Regions from separate parts of the Triticum aestivum genome. Here region 1 is linked to region 2. The links are chromatin contacts, called in public Hi-C maps. All regions are on one chromosome and are shown on one strand. Each heading gives the region's core, a stretch centred on a gene start, on an enhancer-like site or on the middle of the called end of the contact. The rest is flanking DNA. Distances are from core to core; before and after follow the strand shown.

Evidence for each region. A called contact is a pair of places that touch in the nucleus more often than the background predicts.
Region 1: a Hi-C map of leaf shows a contact between it and region 2, with 3 times the contacts expected there. The contact joins the promoter of LOC123043775 here to the promoter of LOC123043773 in region 2. A contact is called at or near these places in 2 of 5 Hi-C or Micro-C datasets (both in leaf).

The regions. Positions count from the first base shown.
Region 1 is chr2B:110,583,161-110,585,860 of IWGSC CS RefSeq v2.1, reverse strand. It overlaps LOC123043775 (potassium transporter 7), which reads right to left and starts at 1,365. Exons shown (of 9, transcript XM_044466348.1): 1 at 1,014-1,365; 2 at 124-361. The coding sequence starts at 1,049.
Region 2 is chr2B:110,041,138-110,043,837 of IWGSC CS RefSeq v2.1, reverse strand. LOC123043773 (cysteine-tryptophan domain-containing zinc finger protein 7) reads left to right here and starts at 1,408. Exons shown (of 13, transcript XM_044466346.1): 1 at 1,408-2,004. The coding sequence starts at 1,867.

The DNA.
Region 1 (2,700 bases), core at 116-2,615, 540 kb before region 2:
GTGTGCTCTACTAAGCTAGGCTAAAACTTCCAAAAGATTCAATGAACCAAACTTAGAACACAGGAGCATATGCGCTGCAATTAAGAAACCAGTAAAACAAACTAGTACAAAGAGATCACTCACCCTCGCCATTATCGTCAGCACCCAAGACAATTATGACGTACTTTAGCAACGGAATGAGCGTCAAGGTCCAAAATATCAGTGAAAGCAATCCAAAGACGGTCGCCTCATCACTGTACTTGTCCAGTCCAGACAGTGCGCTTTTGAAGACATACAGAGGCGACGTACTCAGGTCTCCGTACACCACACCAAAGCTCTGAAACGCTAGTAGGGAAAGAGCTTTGTGATATTTCCACTGGCCCTGCGAAATGACAACCATCAGCACAGCAAGACCACGAACAACAACCACAAGAAACTGGTCGCTGACTTGGTGAACGTCTCTACTAAATTAGTACACAAAACAGACGGTCAATGCAATTGCAGTGATATGTCGATTTCCAGTGACCTTGGCCAAAATTGGATAAACCAACAGCTGATGAAACAGCTTTTGTTGTATGAAAGAATTTCCAATACAGTTTACACCTCTAGGGTGATTCCAAATTTCGAAAGTGAAGCTGTATGAACAGAGAACTGTGATGAGGATGATCATGCCTGTAAGAAGCTGAAAACGAAAAGGTCTATTCATGGTCAGCCTGACTACTCCGCCAACGAAACAGTTGACCCGATTCGATCACATGATACTGATGAACCCAATGTTCGAGAACCAAGCAAAATTGAACTTGTAATAAAACAACTACCCAGCCAATTATTTACCCAGAATAATTGCACAGCCGCACCATCCCGCATCCGGCGGCAATTTTCTCACCCCCGCTCCGAAGAAGCGAGATCGAAATCTCGCCGCCACCATCAAGTAAAACCCGAGCACAGCCGCCTTCCAAATCACCCTCGTCGTAATCCGAACTCCCGACGTGGCACAGAGACGGGTGGAGAGGAGCAGCAGAGCGGTTCGTTACCTGCGGCGCGGCGGCGGCGCCGATCTCCTCGTCCATTGGGGGCGCCCGCCCGCCACTGGAATCTCGCGGCGGCGGCTACTCGAAGCAGCAGCAGCGGCAGCAGGGGAAGCTGATGCTAGCTCCCCCGGGGCTAGCGCGGCGAGGCGGGAGGGCCTGGGAGAGCGACGGGGGTGGGGGTGGGGTGGGGTGGGAGGAGGAGGAGAGAAGCTTCCCCTCTCCCTCGTCTAGTTTTGTAGGCGGACGACGACGAGAGAAGAGCAGAGCTATCGACCGGGGGGAGGGGAGGGGAGAGCCGCGAGCGCTTGGGCCTGGTGCCTGCCTGCTCACGTCGCCGTCTGGAGGACGACGCGTAGGAGCAGCGTGGGCGGGCGGCGGCGCCGTGGGGTTCGCGGGGCGGGAGGCCGCTGGCGGGTGGGCCCGTCAGGGGAGGCGGGCTGGCGTGTGGGTCAGTGGAGGCGGGCTCGCACGTGCGGCGGGCGTGCACGGCAGGTGGAAAGGGATGGGATCTACTACTGCTGCCAGCGGGCGTGTGGCGCGGTTGCTGTTATTCCGTGGGCGATTTGCTCGTGCTTTCTTATCTCAACAAGAAAAAAATCGTCCGTCTGCAATTTCTAAAACAAAGAAGGGTCGTCAGTTTCTCAAGAGAAGAGAACACCGTGCACAACACGCAGATGCGCGCAAACGTGCTCACGCGGAGTTTGTTTTGTTTTTCGACAGCACCACGCGGAGTTTGTTGAAAAGTGAAATAGAAACCAAGTCACTATGTTGAAATTGGAGTCAACTCAGCTCAATGTAATTTTGCGGAAGCAAATATACCATCTCGTCACGGAGGTAGTCGTCCCGCGCCCACTGTAGGGCGTCCTCGTCGGAGAAGCCACGCCGAGTTATCTCCTCGTACTCCGGCGGGAGGCCGGGCTTCGGCTTGGGATCGACGAGAACGAAGCGGCCGGAGGGGGGTGGAGTCGCCGATGCGGACGCCGGAGCTGCGGGTGCGCGCGCTGACAGGCGTGTCCTGGGGCTCCGGCTTGACGCGGCGGAGGCAGGGAGAGCCGGATGAACGGTCGGACGAGGAGGAGGATGCCCCGGGACGCTCCATGCGCCTCGGGTCCACGAGCTCCCACGCCGGCGAGAGAAGGACGGGGGAGCAGGGTACTCGAGGCGCGGCGTGTTGCCGCCCTCGATGTACTCGAGGACGGCCTCCAACGTGCGGCCGGGCACGCCCCACCACCGGCGCCGGCCCTCGGAGTTGAGCCTGCCGGAGGGCTCGACGCCGTTCGTCGCCTCGAGCTGTTCGGCGTGGCGGCGGCGGAAGTAGGGCTCCCAGAGCGGGCTGTCGGGGGTGTACCGCGGGCCTTCCCTCGCCACCCGCGGCAGGGACGCGCGGATACGTGCGATCTCTGCACGCCGCGCCACCCCGGTGGGCGGTGGTGGCACCGGCACGCCGCCGGCGCTGATCCTCCATGCCCCGGGCACCCGCATGTCCGGCGGGACCGGGTACTCGGCCTCGAAAAGGAGGCGAGCCTCGTCCTCGTGAAGATGGCGGCGGCCGAAGCCGTTCGCCGCCGCGCCGTCGCTTGGGAAGCGCTCGGCCATTCTTCTGAACTGGTGAAAGGATCGATATGGTTGACTAGAGGGGGGGGTGAATAGGCAACTAACAAATTTTAGACTTTTCTTTTACAATTTAAAC
Region 2 (2,700 bases), core at 159-2,658:
CACAGGGGGAGGCGGACTACCGGTCCTGGGCCACTGACGACCTCCATGCTAGTCCCCGCGGGGCATGGGGATGCAGAATGGGGCGGAGGGACCGGAACTAAGTGATGACGGGGAAGATGGGGAGGGGCCGGGGAGGAATGGCACCTGCGCAACCGCCGATCTCCGTGGTGGTCGCCGCCAAGCGCTGGGTTCCCTTGCAGGTTGCCACTGAGCTCCCTGTCCCCACTTTTTTTGTGGCGCGTGCGAACTTTTGCGGGAGCTGGCGATTTCGGGCAATATAGGAGCCGTAGCCTGTCAAAACATGGGAGGCAACTTTGCGTGGGAGCCAAAACGGCCTGGAATTGGCCTTTCGTTTTGAATACTGACTCGTTATCCATCCAAATGTCTGTATTGCTGCGAGTTGAATACCAAATCCATTTCCCGTGCCAGGGAGACATCCAAACACAACCTTTGAAAAATAAGATGGGAGAAGATTTTAATTTCAGAATAGAGGACCGGCTAGAGATGCTCCAAGTTTGGGGATGAGCTAGTTGACCAAAAATTTAATTTGCTAAAATGAGGAATTAAAGGATGAGAGATAGGATAGGGAATTAAAGATATATTTCTGAGCCAGAGATGCCCAACAAAATGCTATATTCGGACCTTTTGTTACCACAATCTTATTAAAAATTTGTGTGGGTGCAACTTTGTCTAACAAACGCATATGCTGTCTCTTTTCTAATACCCCAATTATCCTTTTTGCAAAAGATTTCAACACTCTCTTTTATAGTTTGTCAGCATCTCCAAGATAGAAAAAACAATCAGAGCACACGTGGTCTAACGCAAATATTCATATCCTAACCACACCAATGTTTATCCACCGCACCCAACCCGGGTAGCAAACCATCACTTGATTAGAAGGTGCTCTGTGGATGCGAACAAGTGAAGGCCATAGACAACTTGGTGACAAGGACATGCGATGCAAGGAAAGCAATCGTGGCGCAGGACGTCAAGTGGACCGGCATTTCTTCCTGCCTCTTTATTCCTTTCCTTTCTTCCCGGGAGTTGAGCATGCGGGAACCAAAACCATGTTTGGAACATGTCAAAATTATGGTCCCATCAAGCCTCTTTGCACATTACTCGTGAAAACAGGCCTCAAATGGTAGGAAATGCTCATGTCGTCCGCGTGAGAACGCTTGACGGAACCAGCGCATCCCGTAGGGGAAAGAATTGACGGCGAGCAAGTGAGAGATAACGGGATCCAGCCGCCTTCCCAAACGGGCGCATCCCCCGGGAGGGCGGGGAACATTCGAACGACCCGTGGAAAGGCCGCGGGCGGGGGGAGGAAAAGCCGGGGGTGGGAAGGGAAAAGAAAACCAGCGACGAGCAAACAGGCGCCCGCCCACCACCACCCACCAGCACCAGGTCGTCTACCACCAAACGGGGGGGAGAGAGAGAGAAGGCGGCAGCAGCAGCCAGCCGCAAGAAAGCTCTGTCGCGTGAGGCAATTAGTAAAAAAAAAAAAGTCCCTCGCGTGCGACGAAGGCTCGAGACGCCGGGCCGAGGCGACGAGGCGGACAGCGAGAGGCGGACCGAGGGGAGAGGAGAGGAGAGGAGAGGAGAGAAGGTGCGTGTGTGCGGGGGGCGAAGGGCTCGAATCTCGCGATCCCCAAATCCGGAGGGCGTCGGAGGCAGCCGATTCGGGCCGCTCCGGCGGCGGCGGCGGCGGCGGGGCTGCGATTCGGGGGGATTCGCCCGATCGGGGAGCTCGCGGGCGGGATTCGAGCTTGCGATTCGTGGGGCGAGCGAGGCGGGCGGGCGGGCGGAGCTGTGGGAGGTGGGCCCGAGCGGGGCGGTTGACCGGGCCTGTGTAGGTGGGGTGGGTGGATGCTGTCCGTGCGGAGGCGGCAGGAGGATGCTGGCGGCGCCGCCGGCATGGCGGACCACGCCGAGCTGGAGGAGGGGGAGGCCTACGGCGACGACATGCCCCCCTTCGACGACCCCGACGTCACCCTCGCTTACATTGTGAGTGGCCCTCCCTCCCCCAGCCCTCCCGCACCTCTCGTTTGCTTGCTTCATCACTGCAGCTTCCCTGCCCATTTCGGTACTACATGACTACCAGTAGATGTATTTAACGCACCTGCTTTTCTGGTGCAACGAAATGAGCTTGATCTGCCTAGGTAACGGATGCGCGCGCGCACGCGTTTGTTCGATTCTCCCGCTTTGCGGGCGTGAATGGTGCCGGTCTAGCCGTTGCCGCCGGCCGGCTCCGTTGGTGGATCAATTAAAGTTTGCCAGATTTGTCGCTGTAGTTCATGCGCTACTAGAAGTGGTCGCATTGGTGGATCAATTAAAGTTTGCGAGATTAGTCGCTGTAGTTCATGCGCTACTGGAAGCGGTCGCATTGATTGATCAATTACATTTTACGTTGTTTGTCGCTTTGGTCATGATGATGACGATGCTAAATAAGTAAGCACTTCTGTGACGCGTGCTGTTATATATGGAACTAAAGAAGCTAATCTCAGTCTGATGGGGTGTTGGTTTTTCGTTTACTAGAGGTAATTTGGATTTGGCCAGTCCCAGTCTCTAATTGAGACCAGACGGTAACTTCATAATTGTGCAAAGAAAAATCTGTGACATGGATCAACCCCTGACCCTCTAAGCTAAATCCGTGTCATTAGTTTTGACATCGCCAAATTCGTGTTATTATTGACTTGCTTC